Linked DNA regions of Nomascus leucogenys: region 2 is linked to region 1. The links are chromatin contacts, called in public Hi-C maps. All regions are on one chromosome and are shown on one strand. Each heading gives the region's core, a stretch centred on a gene start, on an enhancer-like site or on the middle of the called end of the contact. The rest is flanking DNA. Distances are from core to core; before and after follow the strand shown.

Region 1 (5,260 bases), core at 1,457-3,956:
GTTGTGCCTTTGGAATGTCTTGGTGCCTATGGTGCCTATGGAATGTCTTGCTTTCTTTTCTGCAGAGACTGAGAGCCCCTCCTGTCCCAGGGGTGCTGAGAGGTCTGTCTCTGTCTCCCCAACCGCCCTCATGTCTCTGTTGGGACTGGTAAGTCATGGAGCTATGCCTGGCAGAGTTCTTTTGCCAGACTCCAGGCCTCTCTCACCACAGGAGATCAGGACTGGACTCCCAGGAGTCTGACCTGACTTCCAACCCCAGGAGGGTGGGTGGTGTCTAGCCAGGGCTTGTCTAAGTCGTCCAGCCTTCCGCTGTTGGCCTCAGGGACCATCCAGGCAGCCTGCCCAAGTTACTCTTGGCCCCTCCTCTGACACAGACTCTCCACCTACCTACAAAGCTCTTTCGCAAAAGTGTCATTATTTTGTTTAATCCTCATAACAACTCTGGGAGTTGGGTGTTATTATCCCATTTTACAGTTGGCAAACTGGATAATGTATGATCTCTTACCAGTTGCCAGGAGAGTGGGAGGAGGATTGGGGGTGCTCCTCCGCCCACCTCAGCCAGCCAGGCCCAGCACTGAGTGAGGGGCCAAGTAGGAGGGGAGGCGGCCTGTGGCGGCAGGAGGGGGGCCCAGGGAAGTGGAGGGCAGGTGGGGGCTGCCGGCACTGGGACCTGCCAAGTACAGAGAGAGGCCAGGAGGGGCTGGGAGGCCTTGAGGGCAGGGAGAGCAGGAACGGGAATGAAGAGGCAGGCTAGGAGCAGGCTCCGAATCTGCGACCTGGGAGGAACCTCCTTGAGTCACCCTACTCTTTGTACAGATCAGGAAATTGAGGCCCACCCAGTCAGGAAGAGAACCAGCCCCACGGGGCCAATCAGCTGGCACTGGGCTGACCAGCAGGCACTGAATGAAACTTCTAGCCTCCGGGCCTTTCTGGGTGGCCAGCAGGGGGCAGTACTGCCCCAGGAGTGATGGCTCCCAGGCTCCCAGCCACCGCCCTCAGGCCCATCCCAAGGTCCCAGGGCAGAATCAGGGCTGGGGACACAGAAGGCATAGGTGGGAGGCAGGGTTTCTAGGGTGGGAAGAGCAGCACACAGAACTGAGCATGGGACTCCCGGGCCCATTCTGATGCTCAGGTCCTTCTAACCTGAGCGAGGGAGGAAATAAGCCCTTCCTTTTTCCTTGCACCTCCACCAGTTGAGAGAACATTCTAGAAATGCACCCAGCTCCATCCAAAGTCTGCTCTCTCGCGAAGGGAAGGGGCTGGAGAAGAGACTGTCTCCCAGGCCACAGGCTTCCACAGAAAGTTGTCCTGCAAAGGAGGCTAGACCTAAGGAGCAACTTCTAAAGGCCTCTACACTGAGTATCCACCCTCAATTCCGGGAGTGTCCCTTTCCCAAAATAATGCTCTAGGAGAAAGTGGGGAAAGAGTAGCCAACTGCAGTGCTGTGTGGAGACAGGGGCTAGATGTCCTTATTGCTGTTTCAGGCCCCTCTTAGGTGGGACAAGAGAGAATTTTCCCCAGGACGGCTAAAGAAGAGCAGGGGCATGGGAGAGTGAGCAGGGCCGCAGGGGTCAAGAAGATGAGCCACTCTGGCCCCCAGGAGAGATGGCCAGGGTGCAGGGGGCTCCGTGTCACCCCCATCAGCCCTGGGACCCTTCCCAATGGCGAGGGCTTGTATTCCTAACCAAACTTCTGGATGTGGTCCCAGCGGGAACCCCTGCTATAATGAGTGCCCCCAAGGCCTCCCTTCAAAATCCCAGAAGTCCAGCTTCTTGGGGCAAAAGTCCCACAGTAGCTGGCAATACAAGATCTAAGAGGCAGGGGATCTTGAGGCCCCCGGTCAGAAAGGCCCCACACACCTGCCTCTCCCAAGATTTAAAATGCCAGGGGGCTAGGGCTTCCCATCCCGTGCTACTAGACTTCGTGGTAGTCCTCGGCCCCAAGCCCACCGTGCCCTGTGCAGCATGGACAGATGGTCTCCAAGGGGCCCCTTTCAGCACCACTCCCCTTGGTTTCCCATCAATGCCACCATGCACCAAAGTTCATGCACTGTCTACTGGAAAGCCCCTGTCAGGGCCAGTTGTCCTACAATTAACTCTTCAGTTCTCCCAAGCTGATGGTTCCACCACACAGAGAGCAGACAGGGGGGGCAGGGGTTTGGGGAGTCACAGCAGGCACCCAGGGACAGAGGGGCAAGGAAAATGGAGATGGGGGCACATTCAGGGGATGGGGGCACATTCAGGGGGTGGGGGCAGCATCCTGGCAGGTCCCAGGCCTGCACCGCCTAGAGGAGCCGGTGACTCATGGGGCTGAGAGAAGAGCTGAAACCAGACAGGAGAGTGCAGGAAGGAGGAAGGAACACCCATCAGGTAACCTGTGTCCTCAGACATGTGCACTTCCAGGCCAGAGTTTCTATGAATCAGCGTCTCTAGACACAACCACCTTGATCCCTTCCGCTGCCTCATGCTGACGTCTGAGTCTGGCCCATGGCCATCTAAACCCCCGCACTCTGGTTCAACCACCATCAGGCCCACATAGCAGCTGCTTCAGATCAAAAATCTCCTCTTCAGGGGCTTTTCACCAAGCTGATGGTAAAGGCAGGACTCCTGGGTCCTGGTGTCGGCTGCAGCCACTCTGGCTTCCCCTTGGCCCCTCTGCACCCCCTGCTCACCACCTGGCCAGTGCTTCTGCTCTTCCTTCTGCCTAGAATTCCTCTACCACCTCTGCTTTGCCTAGCAGGTACCTACTCATCCTTCAGGTTTCAACCCATGTCACCTCCTCCAGTGAGCTTTCTCTGACCTCTCAGCTAAGTCAAATCCCCCATTACATGTGCTCCTGGCACCATGCACCCATCTCTGAGCCCTTTGTAGAGTTTAGTTGTGTGGCTAGTGATGAGTGCCTGCCTCCTGTACTAGAGCTGAAGCTCCAGGAGGGCAGGGACCGGGGCCTGGTCTAGTTCACCCTCCATTGTCTCTGCAGCATGTGGCAGAGTCAGTGCTAGGCACATAGTAGGCCCTCATTAAACGTGCTGTGAATGAGTGGGTTCCCCAGCCAGCTGGATGTCCCACGGTTTCCCCCACCCCACCCCACCCCATCTGGCTCTAGCTCCTCTCTGTGACCCTTTTCATCTGCAGTCCTTGGAGCCTCCTAATGGTTGGGCTCTGTGGTGGGGACCAGGCAACCTCCCCCTGGGGCTTCAAGATCAAGGCAAGACACAAGACTCAATACCCCTCCAACAGGTTACAGGGGTAGCCTCAGTGACACCAATTGCTTTGACCTATGACTCAGAGGAAGCCAGTCCTCCAGAGCCCACATCCAGTCCACATCCTCCTTGATGATTTTGCATCCAGCTGCTGTTCCAATCTCAGGGCCTATGGCCCTCAGGGACTATCCAGCCTCCACCTAGAAATCAGATGCCCAGAGATGGTTAGGACCCAGCCCAAGGTCACACAGCACAGCTGTCACAGAGCCACACCAAGAATCCAGGGCGCCAACTCTAGCATGGGGTTCTCCCCATGCTATAATAAATGTAGCTATTTTTAGGAAGTGAATTAGCAAGTCAAATATGACTTCTGCTAATAATACCACATTTCTGCTTTTCAGAGTCTTCATCACCTTATTTGCTCCTGCAGCATCAGGGTGGGCTGGGCACTGAAGTAGGTGGTGAGCTCATCTGAAAGGTGTGGTCCAGAGAGAGGAAGTGACTGGTCCTGAAACGCAATAAGCCCAGCCTTCCTGCCCCCCCTGCTCAGTGGTACTCCCAGAGAGGGTGCAGTACCCCAGAGGTCCCCTTCCCAGGGCCTGGCTGGCAGCCTCCCACCTGGGCAGGCTCCTCAGGGCACTCAGACCAACTGCTGCCTCCCTCGCCTGTTGTCCTCTTGGCCCTCCCACCCCATCCCCCAAGCTGAGGTCAGCCTCCTGCCTTTCCTAGCCCCTGGCAGACTTGCTTCTGTGCTAGCTCCAGCCCAAACCTGCATTCTCATAGCCTGTGGGCTTCAGGTGGCCTCAAGGCCTGACATCCAGTTGTATTTTTTCCCCTGCAAATTCCTTAGCACATGCCAGGGGTAGCTCTGAGCAGGAAGGCACGGGCGGCCAGCTTTGCAGCCTGAGCTCCCCTCAACTTGGGACCTCAGTTCCCCATCAAAAGGGACAACAGCCTCATCCCAAGAGGGGCTGGGGTTAGATCCAGCCCCTAGTCTTGCAGCCCCATCTCCTACCCCTTCCCCCTCCCCCACAGAAGCTCCTCAGACATCTGGCAGCACCAGACAGGGCTGGACGGACGCAAACATGAGGTCAGATCCTCAGTTGCTTCCTGAGCCCCTCCCAGAGGAGCAGGGTGCTTCCCAACTGGGAAGCAGCTGAGCTGCTCCATAAAGGAAACCCAAGCGGCGGGGAGGGATGGAGGCCATTGCTGGCAGAGGAAGTGACAGCGCCCCTATTTCTCAGATGGGCAACTGAGCCACAAGCCATAGGCCAGCATGCTGTGGCCACCATGAGCCCCCACCTCTTGTGAAAGTCTCTACTGAGCCCAAGGGCCTAGCATGAGCCAAGCAGGGGGTTGGGCTAAGGCTAAAAGGATATCTGGGCTGGCTCCCAGGACAGGGACCTGTAGTGATGGGTCCTTCACTCAGACTCACGCTGGGGAATTCTGCAGTCAGGAAGGCTTCTCAGAGAGGGGTGCTGTGGGGGGCTCAAGGGCAACAAGGAGGGAGGAAGGCATTGAGATGGGCTCAGCAGGTGCAAAGGGCGGAGCAGAGGAGGCACTCAGGGATCCCCCTCAGGTGACCGCCCTGGCCTGTCTCCCCTCCCAGCGCTGGCTGGCTTGCAGAGGAACATCTGGGCTCATTGTCCATTGTAAGCTGGGTATGTCCCAATAGCTCAGGCTCCTGGACCCTGGTGGGCCAGCAGGGAGGGGTGTCATAGCAGGAGGGAGACAGGCCAGGCCATCCGGATGAGGAGAGAGAAGGAGGGGCCTCCCCAGGGTGGCAGGCACAAGCCTGTCCAGGGAAACCCACAGCTGCAAAGGGGGCAGTGGGTGCCTCTCCCTCTATCCATTATCTGGCAGGATGAGATGGGCACTCTCCTTGCCCAGGCCCAGACCTGGTCCCCACAGCCGGGAGCCTCCCACCCGGCAGTGTCCTCCCTAGGGAGCCATGCTGGTTGTGGGACTGCGACCATGCCTGGCAGGGGACGGTGCCGATGCTGACACAGCAACAATCAGGCCAGCCGTGAACAAAGAAACATGGGAAGGGGCCGCGTC
Region 2 (5,175 bases), core at 543-3,042, 53 kb after region 1:
CCAGGAAAGTTTTGCTACCAAGAAGTTTGGCTTTACCATTCTACATTTTGCTTCCAGTTGTCCCCTCCTTCTTCCCTGAGAGTCCTGAGGCACCCCAGCAGGCCAGGAAGGTAAACTCAAGGTACCTCCAGAGACAGTGCAGAGTGAGGTTCCTCGCCCACGGGGTGGAGCCAACAGCCTCATGATAGCCAGGGGCACACTGCCCCAGAGAGGGAGGCTGTGGACAGTGTAAGAGCTCCTCCCCAGGCCGGCACCTAAGCCTGTGGCCCTGAAGCCAGCAGTGGAGCCTGGCCCAGGCCAGCCTCTAAGATGGACATTCGGTTTCATCTGCTAGACAGGTTTTGCCCTCAGTGTCTGTCCTCTCTATGCAAAGCTAAGGCAAACTAAGAAATCACCTGTCTCTGCCTTTTGGAACTAAGAATTCAAATGGATTCAAAATCAATGATAACATTGCCCATGTGCATGGGAACTCAAAACACATAACCCACATTCACCTACATCATCTCTGCCAGTCCTCCACTCTCTTCCTCTCACTGAGGGAGGGAGCATAACTCCACTGCAGAGAAGAAAACTGAGGTACAGGGAGGGACAAGGATGGACCTGCCCAAGGTCAACCGGTAAATGGTAGAACGAAGATGGGTTTTCTGACTGCAATAACAATTGCTAACACTGTGGTTCCTATGTGCTGTGCCATCTCATAGCCTCATCTGAACTCATTCAATCTTCACACTCCTATGAGATAGGAGCTATTAGTCACCTCTCTTTACAAATGAAGAAATCAAGGCACAGACAAGGGATGTGAAGTGCCAGGATCGCACAACTAGAGGCAGGATGGATTGAAACTCAAGTGGTTTCTCAAGGACCCACACCCTTGACTTCTCTCTGTGTGATGTACCCTGGCACTGCTGCCTCCTGTCTGTGGCTGATGTCTGGGTCCAAACCATCCCCAGAAGGACCTAGACAGGGCCCAGGTCACCAGGTGCTGGGCAGGAGGGCAGACCAGGAGGGCAGACTAGGGAATGGGCTCAATCTCCCAATCAACAGAGTAGCAGATGGAAACTGGGGTAGATGCCAGATAATTTTTTTTCCAGACTGGGGGGTAGGGGGGAAGGAAGTAGTACTTAAGACCATCCTCCCCACAAGCCAGCCAACCTGGGGACAAAGGGCCAGGCAAGATGGCAGCCCACTCTCTCAGTTGGCTGCAGGCAGCCAGGGGAGGAGAGAACTAAGCCCATGACTTGAGGCAATAACTTTATAAAGGGAAAGGCAGCTAGACTGTGGGGCAGGCACTATGACCAGAGTTTAGGCATGGACTTTCCTGCCTCAGGTAGCATAGGAAAATCAAGTCAGAATGGTATAGGTGGTGTCAGGGGCCTGCCTGCCTCATTGGAGGCCAAGGCTGGCTCTTGAGCCTGGACCAAGAACAGGGGCACAATTCCCACTCACAGCCAGTGATGGGAAGTGGACCAGCAGAGGAAGCAACACATGTGGATGCTGACATGTCTGATGGGGAAGCACATTCTTGTCCCTCCCTTCTCCATGATTCCACATTCAGGGGAGGGAGGAAGAAATGATGCAGGGCTTCTATCTATAAGAAAAATACCTTGAGAAGACCACTTCCTGAGCCTCATGGACAGCTGAGGCACAGCCCAATCCAAGAAGGCTCCTTTTGGAATGAAAGAAATGGATACACACAGACCTGAGATTCATGGTCCTGAAGCAGTAGCAGAAGCCCCGGGCAATCCCCCCAACATTCCAACTAAAGCCTCTCACCTTTCAGAGTCCAACTTAACTCATCTTTCCATTCTCCAGGGTTATCTGACCTCCTCCTCAGCCCTGATTCCATGGCTACACATGGCCTTCACAGGAGTGACCCACTCCAGACAAGAGGCCTGTGGGAGGTAGAAGGATTCCGTGAGGAGATAACATATGCAGACGTGAGGTCACCCACACACAGTTCACTTCCTTTCATAGATACAATGATCCAAGAATCCCAATTCTTAGGATTAGAAGTAGCTCTCAGAGGGCATTCAATCCCCAACAGCCCTCTCCATGCTAGATCCCACCCCTGCTTTGAGGCCTCAGAGCTTGGTGGCCGCTCAGACCTGGTTACTAACAGCAGCAACAATTCCTACTGCCTACCACCATTACTACCTATTGCAGGGGGCAGAGACTAGGCACTGATGAGAACGAGGGGAGTGGGTGGGCTGGGGTCTGCAGAACCCTGTCCTGTCTATAAGGCAATTTCAACTCAGCTCCAGCCCATGGAACCATGAAGAAGCAAACCCAGTAGTGAAAGGTAGTATGATTTTCAAGAGAAGCTGAAAATTGAGGGCTGGGTGCGGTGGCTCATGCCTGTAATCCCAGCACTTTGGGAGGCCAAGGCAGGTGGATCATCTGAGGTCAGGAGTTCAAGACCAGCCTGCACAATATGGTGAAACCCCGTCTCTACTAAAAAATACAAAAATTAGCTGGGCATGGTAGCGAGCGCCTGTAATTCCAGCTACTTGGGAGGCTAAGGCAGGAAAATCACTTGAATCCAGGAGGCGGAGGTTGCAGTGAGCCAAGATCGGACCACTGCACTCCAGCATGGGCCACAAGAGCGAAACTCTTGTCTCAAAAAAAAAAAAAGGAAAAGAAAGAAAAAAGAGGCCAGGCGTGTTGGCTCACACCTATAATCCCAGAACTTTGGGAGAACGAGGTGGGTGGATCACAAGGTCAATGATTTCTGTCCTAATCATTCTACGTGCATTTTTATCTGACAAGGTCAGGAGTTCGAGACCAGCCTGGTCAAGATGGTGAAACCCCATCTCTACTAAAAATAAAAAAAATAGCCGGGCCTGGTGGCACACACCTGTAATCCCAGCTACTTGGGAGGCTGAGGCAGGAGAATCGCTTGAACCTGGGAGGTGGAGGTTGCAGTGAGCTGAATGGTGCCATTGCACTCCAGCCTGGGTGACAGGGCGAGACTCCATCCAAAACAAGAAAAGAAAAAAAATTGAAATTCTTTGTTGAAACTCTCTTTTAAAATATCGGCAAATAATTCAAAAGTTAAGGAGGATGGATACGGGCAAATAAAAACGGTCTGGGGCCCATATCTGGGACCCCCAACATACCATGTGCCCACTGTGACTATCTCACAGGCACAGGCACAACAGTCACTGTACCTGGCCCAACTCTTGGCAGACCATGTCAGGCAAGGAGTGCTGAAAAGACACTTCTCAGGCTGCCCAGGCCATGCCTCACCCTCTCCTCAGTGCTCTGCCTGCCTCCAAACCTCAGCCAGGACATTCCCTTCAAGTGCCTGCCTCTTCCTCCTAGACCAGTTCAGAGATCACCACCTTCCACACATCTGTTCAGCCCACTGTGAATGGAGAACTTCTCAGAACTGCCACCACCTTCTTAGCCCTGAGGGTCGTGCTGCCAGCAGCATCCCATGCCTACATCTCTGCTTTCTGTCCTAATCATTCTACGTGCAATTTTATCTGATCAACCCTACCTAAATTGCTAAGATCTAAGTAGGGCCAGCCAAGTTAAGTAAGACAAAAAAAGGAAAAATCCAAAGAGGAATATTCAGTCAGCAGAGAAGAGACAGATTTTTTTTCCTTCTAGCAGGGCACTCAGCTCACCTGAAAACACTACAGGTCCTGTGCCTTCCACAGACAAATCAGCAACATCCTAAGCCCCAAGCCCCAAACTTGGCCAACGTTGGCACTGGGCTTGTGGTGGGAGTGCCACCTGGTGGCCACTCTGGAACAGAGCCGAGTCTTAGCAAAGACCAAGTGCATCTCTGCTCTCTGTCCTAGTCATACATTCTACGTGCACTTTTATGTGATAGACACTCCCCAGACTTTCTGGAGACAAACTTCTCCCTCCCATTCCTATGTCCCTAATCCATCTCTGAGCCTCTATTCTCACTGTCCAAGGCCTGACACAGGGCAGAATCTCATGGATGTCACATAGAATCCATCTAGACTAACAAAATCTCCTGACTAGACATGGCTGGGAGGCCAAAGATGAAGAAGTCTCAGCCTGGATACTGACTCCAGCAAGGCCCTAACCCAGTCCAGGCCTCTGTTTCTTTGTGTACAAAATGAGAAAGAGGAGCTAAAACTCCATCTCTTCTCCTGGTCTATCTTCTCTCTATATCAGAGAGAGACAAAGCTTTCTCATTCCATCTGCATTTCCTTCTGTAGGATGAATTAAATATGCTTTTAAATGATGTCGACCAGGTGTGGTGGCTCACGCCTATAATCCCAGCACTTTGGGAGGCCGAGGTGGGTGGATCACCTGAGGTCAGAAATTCAAGACCAGCCTGGCCAAGATGGTGAAACCCCGTCCCTACTAAAAATATAAAAATTAGTTGAGGATGGTGGTGCGTGCCTGTAATCCCAGTTACCCAGGAGGCCGAGGCAGGAGAATCACCTGAATCCAGGAGGTGGAGGTTACAGTGAGCCGAGAGCGTGCCATTGTACTCCAGCCTGGGCAACAAGAGCAAAACTCCATCTCTAAACTAAACTAAACTAAACTGAAATAAAATGAAATAAAAATAAAGTGATGTCTATAGGAGAGAAGATGTCCCGGGACCCTCCCAGCTCTGATGTGATCCTTGGGCCTGCTGAGGCCACTTCAGTGAGGAGATACACATGCAGAAGTGTGGTTACCCACAAACAGTTCACTTTCTTTCATGAATATAATGATCCAAGAATCTCAATTCCTGGAATTAGGAGTAGCTCTCAAAGGGGATTCAGTCCTACCTGAGAGCCACTCACAGGACTCCTTATGGCGGCCATGCAGGTTCTGCTTACATATCTCCAGTGATGATGAGCTCCCTCACAAGCCAGCCTTGCCCATCTTGTTTAGCTCTGACACAGAGCTTTCTTCCCCGGTGGAAGACTCCCAAACAGTGGTCCTAAATCTGCCCTCTGAGGCAACAAGGACATGTCTAATCTCTTTTCCTGGAATACAGCCCTTCAGTGATTTCACAGAGGTCACATCCTTCTAAATTGGCTCTTTATTCAGGGTAAATAACTCCAGTTTCAAATAGATTCCTCATGGGGCTTTCCTTGAGAGGCTCTCTAATCCTGGTTGATTTCTAAGACACGATCAGTCAGGCATTTAACAAACTTTTACCGACCCCTCCTAGGTGCTAAACAGTCCAGATTGTGTCTCTCT

The links. Hi-C and Micro-C count contacts between places; a contact is called where the count stands out from the background.
Region 2: a contact with region 1 is called in a Hi-C map of a lymphoblastoid cell line, with 6 times the contacts expected there. The contact joins the promoter of SEMA7A here to the enhancer-like site in region 1. A contact is called at or near these places in 4 of 4 Hi-C or Micro-C datasets (a lymphoblastoid cell line and an unstated tissue).

The regions. Positions count from the first base shown.
Region 1 is chr6:93,775,770-93,781,029 of Asia_NLE_v1, forward strand. LOC115835401 (a long non-coding RNA gene) reads left to right here. Exons shown (of 4, transcript XR_004030365.1): 2 at 66-148. Among named protein-coding and RNA genes, the nearest start is that of SEMA7A, 53 kb to the right of the region's middle. Within about 2 kb of position 2,707, the one cell type or tissue checked has an H3K27ac peak away from gene starts, as active enhancers do. A contact at or near this core is called in a lymphoblastoid cell line, where this site is marked.
Region 2 is chr6:93,829,997-93,835,171 of Asia_NLE_v1, forward strand. SEMA7A (semaphorin-7A) reads right to left here and starts at 1,793. Exons shown (of 14, transcript XM_030814750.1): 1 at 1,774-1,793.